Linked DNA regions of Rattus norvegicus: regions 1, 2 and 3 are each linked to region 4. The links are chromatin contacts, called in public Hi-C and HiChIP or PLAC-seq maps. All regions are on one chromosome and are shown on one strand. The core of a region is the stretch at or near the end of the contact, and the rest is flanking DNA. Distances in the headings are between cores, read along the strand shown. Region 1 holds the start of Ampd2 (adenosine monophosphate deaminase 2). Region 2 holds the start of Gstm4 (glutathione S-transferase mu 4). Region 3 holds the start of Gpr61 (G protein-coupled receptor 61). Region 4 holds the start of Ahcyl1 (adenosylhomocysteinase-like 1).

Evidence for each region. A called contact is a pair of places that touch in the nucleus more often than the background predicts. HiChIP or PLAC-seq counts read pairs in DNA pulled down with a chosen protein or histone mark.
Region 1: a contact with region 4 is called in an H3K27ac HiChIP or PLAC-seq map of oligodendrocytes, with 8 times the contacts expected there. The contact joins the promoter of Ampd2 here to the promoter of Ahcyl1 in region 4. A contact is called at or near these places in 2 of 12 Hi-C or Micro-C datasets (liver and psoas muscle) and 1 of 1 datasets of contacts at active chromatin or transcription factors (oligodendrocytes).
Region 2: an H3K27ac HiChIP or PLAC-seq map of oligodendrocytes shows a contact between it and region 4, with 9 times the contacts expected there. The contact joins the promoter of Gstm4 here to the promoter of Ahcyl1 in region 4. A contact is called at or near these places in 7 of 12 Hi-C or Micro-C datasets (the A7r5 cell line, Schwann cells, frontal cortex and 4 more) and 1 of 1 datasets of contacts at active chromatin or transcription factors (oligodendrocytes).
Region 3: a contact with region 4 is called in a Hi-C map of liver, with 3 times the contacts expected there. The contact joins the promoter of Gpr61 here to the promoter of Ahcyl1 in region 4. A contact is called at or near these places in 10 of 12 Hi-C or Micro-C datasets (the A7r5 cell line, the Rat2 cell line, Schwann cells and 5 more) and 1 of 1 datasets of contacts at active chromatin or transcription factors (oligodendrocytes).

The regions. Positions count from the first base shown.
Region 1 is chr2:198,405,754-198,408,453 of GRCr8, forward strand. Ampd2 (adenosine monophosphate deaminase 2) reads right to left here and starts at 1,414. Exons shown (of 18, transcript NM_001101681.2): 1 at 1,279-1,414. The coding sequence starts at 1,366.
Region 2 is chr2:198,371,958-198,375,020 of GRCr8, forward strand. Gstm4 (glutathione S-transferase mu 4) reads right to left here and starts at 1,426. Exons shown (of 8, transcript NM_001024304.1): 1 at 1,301-1,426; 2 at 1,024-1,099; 3 at 515-579; 4 at 134-215; 5 at 1-46. The coding sequence starts at 1,336.
Region 3 is chr2:198,476,266-198,479,117 of GRCr8, forward strand. It overlaps Gpr61 (G protein-coupled receptor 61), which reads right to left and starts at 1,496. Exons shown (of 2, transcript NM_001107715.2): 1 at 1,434-1,496.
Region 4 is chr2:198,014,542-198,017,424 of GRCr8, forward strand. It overlaps Ahcyl1 (adenosylhomocysteinase-like 1), which reads right to left and starts at 1,570. Exons shown (of 16, transcript NM_001108561.1): 1 at 1,457-1,570. LOC120100914 (a long non-coding RNA gene) reads left to right here and starts at 2,255. Exons shown (of 3, transcript XR_005501202.2): 1 at 2,255-2,390.

The sequences.
Region 1 (2,700 bases), core at 164-2,663, 390 kb after region 4:
AATCATTCTCCTAGTCTGCCACATGACTGTAAAAAATTACTTGGGACTCACCAGAGGTGAGACACAGTGAGAGCCTCCACTCTCCCGGGGCCACGACCATCTCCCTGAACCCGTGCCAAAACTCGGCATTTACAACACCATATATACACACATACAGGCGAAAGCCAAAGGGGGCCACTCCGTCAGCTCCAGGATTCTGGTGCTTAGTCCATCACCTTGACTCCAGGCCTCCTCATTCATTATCAAGGCTGCTTCCCTAGGCTTTGACCCCAAGGACAATATGCTCTCATGGTCTAAGCACCTAAGGGTCTCTGGTTCAGCAACAGAGTAACCAGCACAGAGCTAGCCCCAGGGCATTCACCTAGAAAACAGATCCAAGCACAGAGAACATATCTCAGTACCGTACAAAGCCTAGACAGGTATATTCCGCAGTGTAAGAATAGCTAGAGGCCAGTCAGGGTGTAAATACGGGCAGCTATAAGGGGTTAATAATATCCAATCAATCACCAAAAGGTCTTTCTTTAGCCATTACACTTGAGAACTGCTGACAGTCACACACCCCTGGAAGCACGATCTCTAGTAGCTAAGTCCTCAGCTGGATGGACTACACGACCAGCTGTAAATGGTGCAGAGATGTCCACCTAGCCCCATTAGTAAACCAAAGGGAAGGGTGCAGCGTGCACAGCCCGCCAGCCATCCCAAGGACTCCCCACACCCCTGAAGAGACTCACAACACAGACCAGGAACAAGCAAACAGCACAGATACTGGCAATGGAGCCCCAGCTCTGGTGTATGTGCTAGCAATACACGACCCCATATGTCAGACCCCCGCCACCCCCACTCACCAGTGAGGGAGTGCTAGATCTAGGGTCTGGGAAAGAATAAGGAAAGGCAAGTAGAGTCCGAGCCTGCCTGGTATAGGCACAGGCACCAATCAGAGTAGCCAGTCCGCAGTCAGTCCCACACCCCCACACACACTCCATTCACATACACTTCACACGCAGCATCTGCACAAGCGGACACGTGTGCATATACACCGCTTCTGCACCCACATTCACACCTACTCCTTGTTACGGGAGGGCAGCATCCCTGACATGGAAACCTAGGCACCCCCTCCCATTTCCCTCCCTGCGCCACCAAGCCAGCCAGTCAGCCCTGGAACCGAGGTCGAGAGGCATCATTGCAGAGAGGGTGCTGCAGAAGGGGGGCCTTCTCAGAGGCATTCAATGGCCTGGACAAGAGGAGGGGGAGCCCATGCCTGAAGCCAAGAACTCTCACCTGGAGCGGCAGCGGAAGCTTGCAGGCTGGCCCGCTTCTTAAAGGGATATTTGGCCTTGGACTTGCCTGGGCCAGGATAGGATGCCATGGCTGGGGCCAAGGCGACAGCGGAGGAACCTCACCAGCTGGGGCCAAGCTCTCCCACATCCAACCCCTTCCTCCGCCCCGCCCCCAGCGGGAGTGACTGATGCAGGAAGCAGCGCCCCGCAGGCGGAAGAGGCCCTGGCCACGATTTCTGATGTTGTCTAGGCAACCTCGGGGAGTGGGGCCTCCATCCTGCCCCTTATCCCTCCCTTCCCACTCCAGTCTCTGGAGTGCCGTGTCTGATGGTGGCTAGGACTGGGGTGGGGGTGCAGAGAAAAAGAGATGCAGCAGCGCCAGTTCTCAGCTCTTTACCACCCTCACCCCACCTCTGGAACCCTCATACTTTGCCAAAGCTTCAAGGCAAAGAAGCCAAAGTCCAGGCGGGGCTGGTCCAGGCAGCCAGCGAGAAAAATAATAGGCAAGAATACCGCCTGAGCTTCTCCAAGCTCAAAATCCATTTCCTCCAGGGACGGAGCAAGCGTACTCATGAAAACCCAGAGCCCCCCTCTTTTCTTCTCCATCTGACCCCTGCTCTAGGGACAGCCCAGCTCCGGGAGGAGGCAAAACTGAGAATTCGAGCCCAGGAGGGAGGGGCCTGTCTTGGGAAAATTCCACTGACCGGCAGAAGCTGCCTCCTAGGAAGATAGGAAGAGTAGGAGGCAGGGTCTTGTCTGAGGTCGGTGGGAAAGACCCCAGCCTACTCAGACTTGTCCCTCTGCCTGCACACTCAAGGTCTACTTCCCTGGATCCTTCTAGAGGCTCTTCATATCCCCTAGGTTTTACAGGCATTGTCAAGACCACCCACTTACCACCCGACCAAGGCACCTCTGTCCTGGAGACCCTTTATCACCAACACACGCGCCACACACTTACCAGAGGCCATACTGCCCGAGTCCCGAGGGGCACCACGAAGGCTGCCTACGAGAGTCTGCACAGCGAGGAAGCCCGGCTGAGGAGGGGAGAGGGCCCCCACCGGGGCGAAGTCGCACACTGGCCCCTGCACCCGCACTGAGAAGCTGGAAGGAAGGCAGGTTTTCAAAATGGCCAGCTGGTCGGGGGCGGGCTCCCACCGATTTCAGCGGCCAGAATGACCTCAGGAGACCCCGGAGTCGCGACCCCAAGCCCGCACTCAAGAGGAAACAGACCACGTGCTCCCCAGAAAACCGGACCCGGAATTCGCCCAGGGCTTTTTCACCACTTTCTGGGTATCAATTAGGGATCCGACTCCCGTGGCCGGGCTACCGGGGAGTCACGCAACAGGTGCGACCCCCCGCCGTAATCTTCCGGGCTGCGCGCCAATCTCGCCTACCCCAGGCCCCGCCAAGTCCGCGGCCACGC
Region 2 (3,063 bases), core at 176-2,675, 360 kb after region 4:
TTCTCCAAAATGTCCACACGAATCTTCTCTTCTTCTGTCTCCCCACCTGAAGGACACACAGCACAGACACGTCATACCAGCTGAGCCAAGGAGGCTGTCCCCCGTGCACCACCCTGCAGCCAGCCCCACTCACACAGGTTGTGCTTTCGGGCAATATAGCGCAGGATGGCATTGCTCTGGGTGATCTTGTGTGACCCATCGATTAAGTAGGGCAGCTGTTTGGACAAGAAAGGATGGCCAGATGGGATAGTAGGTCCCAACCATCTCTGGATTAGGACAGACTTGTATCCTGGCATTCATCGTGGCTAGCATGTCATCATGGCTAGCATGTGAAGGCCTTCATGAACACACTGCACACTGAATGGAAAAGCTGGGACACAGCCTTTCCCATCTAAGAAACACCAGCAGCCACCAGGAATGAGAGCAGGTGAACAGAAGGAAGTGTTGATTCCAAGCCCCCTCAGCCATGGAAGAGCACCAGACCTTCCCCAAACCTCCCCTTCCCCGCACCTACATTGGGGAAGTCCAGGCCCAGTTTGAACTTCTCACTCAGCCACTGGCTTCTGTCATAGTCAGGAGCTGTGATTGGTAAGATTACATAAAGAAATCAGCCCAGTGTCTAACACACCAATTCCAGGGACCCAACCCTCTAAGCAGGTGTCTGCAACTTCGAACAGTGACCCTTCAGGGATAAAGAGTGCTTAGGACTGAGAGCCCTACAGCTCTTAACCTTAGAAAAGGTTGAGGCAAGTCTTCATGGGGAATGTGACCTAATTTCAACAGGAAGGGGACCCAGCCCTCCACTTCCAGAGTTCTATATTCAAAGGTCAAGCCCAACGCTCAGGGGCTTACAGAAAGGCAGATTCTAAGTCCACCCGGGGGGAGCTCTGTAGTGTGTGTGTGTGTGTGTGTGTGTGTGTGTGTGTGTGTGTGTGTGTGTGTTGGGGAGGGTGGGCGTGTAATGTAATGAAGGCACCAATTGCTTAGCACCAATGAACAGGAGAAGTCGACGAATGGCATTACCGTCGCCCATGGTGTATCTCTTCTCCTCATAGCTTGAGTCTGTGTATTCCAGGAGTAATCGAATAGCATGAGCCAGCTGCAGGGATAAATCAGGAATGGGGCCGGGGGATTTCTATGTGACGTCACTTCCTCCAAGGGCGTACACACGGGTGCACTGAAGGAAATGTGTGCAAGATCCTCAGCTAGACAAGCAAGGGATTCCTCTAGCGCCCCACCCCTACCCCCCTCGCCTTATCTTCGCCCTGCAATCCTTCCCACTCATCAGGTGGTCGCTTACCCCACGGATGTCCCAGTAACCCAGTGTCATAGGCATGATGCTGGTGCCTGAGACTGAGTCCACTAGCCTCCGGTGTGAGTAGCTTTGACTTTATCCTAGAGCCCTCGGGTAGCTGGGCGGGGCTGGTGCCCGGGCGTGATCCTGCCCCTCCAGACTCTGCCCCGCAACACACACCACGCCCTACAGCTTTTCCCGTGACAGACGTCAAATTACTGAGCTCCGCCCCCAACAGACCGGACAAACGTAATATGCGATTCCGCTTACCGTTCCGCCCACTCTTCCTGCTGAGTGCGCAGATGCAGAGCTCTAGCTGACTCCTTGTCTGTGCTAGGCTGCTCTGCCCTCTTGCCCGGTTTGCTCTCGGAAATTCAGTCAGGCCACAAGAGGAGTCCCCAACCAGGAGTGTTGATTAAGTACTTCATCCCTGCTGTCAAACAAGACAGACTTCCGCAGGGCTCTGCTGATGACAGTGGTCCCCAGGTGATGTTTTTCCACCTGGCAGAAAGCAGTCTCTGTTCAGAGGTTCCTCATCTGAATTTAAAGAGATTATTTCTATCACAGATAAACCTGACTCAAAAAAAAAAAAAAAGTGGGAAAATGGAAAATTTGAATGTTCATACATGGTCAGGATGTCTGTATTATCCAAGGACTAAAACAAATACATGTCTCTTAACAGAGGTAGCTTTCTCTATTGTGTGACCGTCCTGGTGTACTTACACAGACCTAAGACTTCATCTGAAATGTCCGAGGGCACACAGGGCCAGTATGTGACAACTCAGGATTAGCTTATAGCAAATGCAATCAAGAAAGAGACGTCTGAGTTGTCTATGGCTGCTGTTCACCGAAGGGCACAGTGTTTCACATAACATTGATTGTTGTATGTATTCAAAGACTGTAGTCTGCGGGAGTAGGGCGGTTAGGGAAGTGAGCCCTCATTTTGTACAACAGACATCACACATCCACTGCATTTTGTTATTACTTTAAGACTCCTACAAGATTATCAAATGATAAGGATTTTAAGCTCCATTTATCATTCTTCCTGAGTCTACAGGGTCCATTAATTAAAATGTCCTAAAGTGGCAGGTGACTATACTTAAAATTCTTATTAATGTTAAGAATGGACTGTGACAACACATTATGACAAAAATATCTCTTACGTTCTAAGAGACTGGGACTTTTGCTGGACCTCACAACAAGAGTTAATAATACACCTTGAAGTCACTTAAGCCTGCTATCCTACTGTGTACTCTGTTTGTTTAACCTGCCTTTAAGAGAATGGTGTAAGAACAAATTTACTTGTCTTGGATTTCCCATGTAATAAACGTCTATGACCTAAGCTAACACAGAGCTGTAATCGTGGTTTTTGTTTTCATCACCGAGATCAGGTAGTTCACTACTTCCTGACCTACGCCCCTTCTGGATTCTATGGGCACTTGCACACATGCAATACATACGTACATACATACATACATGTATGCATACATACCTGCATACATACCTGCATACATACATACATACATACATGCATGCATACATACATACATACATAGAAAATAGCCACCAAGTGGTGGAGGTACACATCTTTAATCCCAGTATGAGTTCGAGGACAGCCTGGTCTACAGAATGAGTTCCAGGACAGCCAGGGCTGTCTTGAAAGAAACAAAAACAAACAAAACCATTTCCAATAGAACGAGTGCTCAGTGCTTTGGAGGGAATATGTTCTCTTTGAGATGATCGATACTAACCTATGGATAAATACTTTA
Region 3 (2,852 bases), core at 246-2,745, 460 kb after region 4:
CATCAGGTGTTCGGTGCAATTCTTGTGAGTTGAATCAGACTCAAATTGACTAATTGAATCCTGGCCCTAGAGTACAAACTCCTGAAATATTCAGTCAGTCATTGGTGTGCCAGCCAGGGGATTCTCTTCTGAGGAGGATAGCCCAAGCTCCTGGATTTGCGGCTTCCCTAACTTTGGACAACTGCCTAGAGACTTGCCTCTCTCTCCACGGAGATGTCAGATTCTCATAAGACAGTCTACCAGGGAAAATAAAATGTCTAAAAGAAATCCTAGAGGATGCATCTTTACCCTTTACTCCCTGCATCTACTCTACCTGGGAGTGGGGCCTAAAAGATGTGGTACCCAAAGAAGGAAGAATCCACTGTGTGTAAATGGATAGCAGGAGTCCAATCCAGCAATACGTAGCTACAATCCTGACTGAGAAAAGCAGACATGGTTTTCCTGTGGACACATGGACACAGAGAGGTGCTATGCAGCCATGATGGGGCCTTGGGCAGGCAGGCACTAGGTATTTTTCTTTCTTATAGTTCCCTCCCCAGCCCCCACCCTCCAGTCTTGTCAGAAATTCTACAGTGACTTCAAATTCCAGGTTTGAATTACCTCGTGACAGATACACCAATGTAGTTGGCTACTTAGTACTCTCTCATTGATGGAGGCTATGGAGGGGAGGGCTGTGGTGTAATGGCTTCATAGGGGAAACCCAAGGAGTCTGACTCCACTCCCAGCTCATGTCATCATGCCTCAATAGACGCTCGCACCCTCCCACTGCTTCCTTCAATATCACCTCCTCATCTTCGAGACCTTCAAGCACCTGGAAGGCTTTGCCACTACAGGGTATGAGGTCTGGCCTCTGGCAGGGCCGTGGTCAAGGGAGAGGTCTCCTTCCTTCAGGATGTAGAATGTGCACACGTGCCTAGCCCAAGGCCACATAGGTGTTGTTGGGATTCTCGTGTACCTGTTTCTCACATCCAGAGCTTCTATGCCAAGGATCAGAGCCTGGCCTGCCTTCGGGCAGGAGCATGGGCCCCTTAGACCAGGGGAGATTGGCAGGGACCTTCACCACCTCTTCCTAGCAGAGCTGCCCACGCCCTGGACTTAGATGCCCATCACCCTGGAATGCCGAAGGGCCTGTTCCAGAGATGTGGGGACCTATCTCTATGACACTGGGCGAGGAAGACAGAGAATGCTGTCCATTGCAGGGTGTAGTTTCTCTGGCCAGCAGAAGATGATCAACCTCACATTTCTTAGGTTTAAAGATGCCCACATGCCAATACTACCTTTGGGACACCCGAGAGCCCATCCTGTGACAGAACTGCCCACCATAGGACAGGGTGGGCTGCCCCTTGGAATGCCACCCTTCTGTAAGCTGAGACAGCACTCACCACCAGGCCCTGGGTCTGCCCCACATCCCTGGCCTAGTCGGCAACTCCTACCTTTGCTGAGCAGCTCCCAGCTCCTCTGTGATAGCTCTTCTCAGCTGATGCCTCTCCAAGGCTGCTGAAGCCTGAACCACTGCAGTGAGCGGAGAGAGGCAGCCAGCAGAGCAGGATGCTCAGAGAGCTTCTGGGTCCTAGTGGCCTCCTGCTATCCACCAGCCCCTCAGAGTCACTTCTGGAGCAGACAGCTGGGTCTCAGGGTTCCCAGGCAGTGCATTCAGAAAGCCCAGGTCCTCATACTTCTCTCAGGATCCTGGACTGCATCCTAATGCTTCCAGGAGCCGGCTGATGGCAAGCAGGCAAGGGAAACCCTCCCAATGAGCCTGGTTAAAGAAAAAGCCCTGGGCACTTAGTAGCTGAGTTACCTTGGGCAAGTCATTTCCACTTGGCCGTTGTTTCTTACATGTTCAAGAGGATTAGGGGGTAGGAGATCCCCAAGTTTCCAACAGCTTTTTTGTTTATTGCCTGGTTCTGTACAATACCAGAACCAAGGTGCTTCTGGAGTAGACAGGTCAGTGCACAACCAGAACGTCAAGATTAGTCCTGGGCAAAGCTCAAGTCCCAGAAGCTGGTCCACGATTTGACCCCCTTAAGAAAGCAACACATTTGTATAGCCGAGGACTTAATGGGCAGCAGTGGGATTTGAAGAGTCAAAGGCCCTATCTCAACCCGGCAGTTGTCACTGCCCAAAACACATCACTATTATTTTATGTACTGTATGTTTATTTGGAACGAAGCTCTGGGGGCTTACGGAGACAGGGGAATCTAATATCTCCTGAATGACCTTCCAAACAGCCATACCTCTGCTCCCTGAAGGCAGAGTAGAAGCCAGATTCTCCGGAAGGCTCAGGTTGGTCTGCATTTGTAGGGCTGGACAGAGCTGGGAGTGTCACCGTCATGTGACAAACCTTTAGAAGGGAGCGAAGGAGTCTGGCCTCCTGCTAGCTATGAAGAACATTGTCAGTGGCTGATTTCAAGGATAGGTTCCTAAGGCAGCAGCCTAAAATTTCCACAGAGCATGGATGGACTCAGATTTTTCTCCTTTAAGTTTGTCCTGTGTATGGGTGTTCCGCCTGAGTATATATGTATGCACACTGCCTGTGAGCTGACCGTGGACGTCAGAAGAGGCTGTTGGGTCCCCTGAAACTGGAGTTATGCATGGAAGTGAGCAACCATGTGGTGCTGGGAACCAAACCTGGGTCCTCTGCAAGAGATACAAATGCTGAGCCAACTCTTCAGCTCCAAGGTATCCATTTTCTCCCTTCCTTCCTTCCTTCCTTCCTTCCTTCCTTCCTTCCTTCCTCCCTTCTTTCCTTCCTTCCTTTCTTTCTTTCTCTTTCTTCCTTTTTCTTTCTTCATTTAGGTGTTTCGAGACATGTTTTCTCTGCGTAACCATGGCTATCCTAACACTCATTT
Region 4 (2,883 bases), core at 320-2,819:
TGGAAAATGAGTCTCTAAAGTCATTAGCACTTGGCTTCACAATAATACTCATTTGTGATATTCCTCTCAGAAAGAAGAAAAGAAAAAGAGATATTTACTGGTGTTGGCATTTAGCATCTCAGCTACTGGTTATCTAGATTGGCAATTAACAATTAAGTACTATATGCTTAAGTACTATATGCAAGGTACAGAACTAGGCCCCATATGTACACTGGTAAATGAGAGTCCTTGCCTCTATGAGTTTACAATGTATAATACAGATTTTGGCTTATCAATATTGACTTGCAAGAATATAGTTACACTGAAAGAAAAAAAGGAACAATAAAAATGACCAATACTCTCTGGAGTAGTTAGACAAAAGGTGGGCTTATGGTAAGAGATAAATAAGAGTCAGGGGGATTCAGCTATCAGGGTTTCCAATTCTTTCCCTTAAGTCATCCAAGGTACTGCACGAAAGTATTTTGCTTGTAAGAACTCTAACTTTGTATTCAAATAGTGCAGACTGCAAAAGGTCACTTCTCCAACAAAGCAGTCAGGAGAATGAGAGCACTAAAAATGAGGTCAACTGGATCCCTTAGGATCAAGGGATCTTCTATAAACCCTTTAAAGGTGTTCTTGGTAACAATCTCAATTGTGTGAGAAAGCAGAGCTAAAACACAGTGATGACTTCTTTTTCTGAGACCAATTAGTTTCCTGGAGGAAAATAAAGTTCTCTCAGGCACTGAGAGCAGCCTAACTAGTTCAGGTGCAGGAACCTTGGGGATTAACTATCTCTGCAAACCTTGCTCTGCTGAATTTATATCATCCCTGAACCCCACAAATACCATAGGTAGGATGAGCTTTGAAATGACTTTAAACAAGAGGGAAATATTTCAGAAAGGTCACCTCTTGCTGTTGGTAGACTGCTAATTGGGTACCAGGCTAGAGGAAGGTCAGAGAATGTTTGACAGAAAGCACTGGGGATCCCAATCCCACCACTGAGAGAGCTGGTTAGACTCAGTCCTCCTTGGATCACCTTTTCCAAGAGCAGTACAAGGATGTCCTTTGAGCTCAACCCTCAGCACAATAGGCTGAACTTGTTCTGCTTCAGTAAGTGCAGTAAAGAATGAGCAATCATTTCTTACCACCCACCTCTCCAACCCACCCAAGCTTCTTTCTGGAGGGATGTCTAAGTGATCTATTCACATGACTGGGATCAGCCCGCATCCATGTCAGTGTCTACTGTCACCAACCTCTAAATTTTCCTTTCTCTCATACTTCCTAACAAGTGGAAGACTGAAAGGAGAGTATCATTTTGCCCTTCAATCTCTTGTTGCTTTTAGAACCTTCAGCTGCACAAACCAGTTCATATAGTTCTTTCCTCTTGCCTCTAAGCTATCACGCAGTTGTTGGTGAAACAGCCAATTCTTCCCCAAGAGATGCCTTGAAAAAGCGCTGCCTGATTTCCCCCACTCACCTGAGGGGAAATTTCCTGCACACCCTCATCCCCTGGACAGGTCAGATGAGTCGTTCACCCCCTCCCAATCTCGTCTTCAAGGCCCTCCTCCATCCAGGAAAAGTCTGTCGCGAATTTAAGGCCTGGCCCTGTCGGGCTTCAGAAAGATCCAGGAGGACTCCGGCCGAGGGACAAAGAAAAGCGAGGTCAGAGCGGCCTCTTTGGCTCTAGATAGGCCCATCGCCGCTCACCGGCCACCCCCTTTATCGTGTCAATGGTCCTGAGCACCCCAAACCTTAGCCCGAAGTCCCGAACTACCCGAGTCCGGGCCCGGGGCTTGCTCGCGCCCCTTCCGCGAGGGCCCTCGCCGCCACCCAGAGCCCCCGCACCTTCTTGGGAGCCTTGGTGACCGTGGCCATGAAGGAGTACTTCTCGGCGTCCTCGATCTCCTTGGCCTGTTTCAGCTCCTCCCCGACACCGGGCAGCGGCATCGCGTCAGGCATCGACATCCCCCGGCCGGCCCGGCCCGCGGCTAACCCGCCGCCCCCGCCTCTTCCCCTCACGGGCGCCCGCCCGTCCGCGCGGCGCCCTGGGCCACGCGCTCGCCCGCCTTCCCGCCAGGCCCCGCGCCGAGCTCCTTGGGCTTCCGAAGGGCTGTGACCCGCGCGCCTTGTCGGCTTCTCAACCCAAGCCTGCCGGACAGCGACGGCGGCCACAGAAGAACCAGAAGCAACAGCACGCAGCTCCGACCTGCCCGCGCAGCCACCTCCGCCACACGCAAGCACGCACGCAAAGTAAGGGTAGAGGGCGGAGACGCCACGTCAAGTACTGGCAGCACCAAGGAGGGTGGGGAAAGAGGCGGGGAGAAATGGCGCGCTCTAGTGACGTCATCACGCTAGACCGGGCCGCAGGAACCGCCCCTCCTTTCCTGCTCCGGGATGATTAGCTTCCAAGGGTGAGTAGTTGTACCTTGTCTGCCGCCAGGTGGTGCCATCAGCCCTGTTGAGCCCTGTGTGGTTCCTATAAAGATGCCACAAGACTGAGGGTCTTGGGACTGCCAATTCCCCAGGAGACCTCGGAATGCGGAGGTGAAAGGGCGTCGGGAATCGGGAAGATGGCATATCAAAAGCAATACTTGGGAGCATAAGCCAGAATTCTATCGGACGCATTTTCCGGCCCTCCATGGGAAAATTCAGTGTTGGAGACCTACTCACTACTCACTGGCGGCCCACACACACCCTGGGCCCTTTGGACCAGAAGCCTATTTCCAGGGGACAGTGTTTGCTTTTTGACTTCACAGGGGGCAGAACAAGCTGAGAGTAGTCTGGTTTCTACACAACCCTTTATGACCTCCATCACCATCTCCTCCTGGGCCTTGTCTGTTTACAAGACCTTCTAAGGGCTGCAGTGCTGATGTGAAGAGGTCATTAAGATAAGGTTGATGGGTG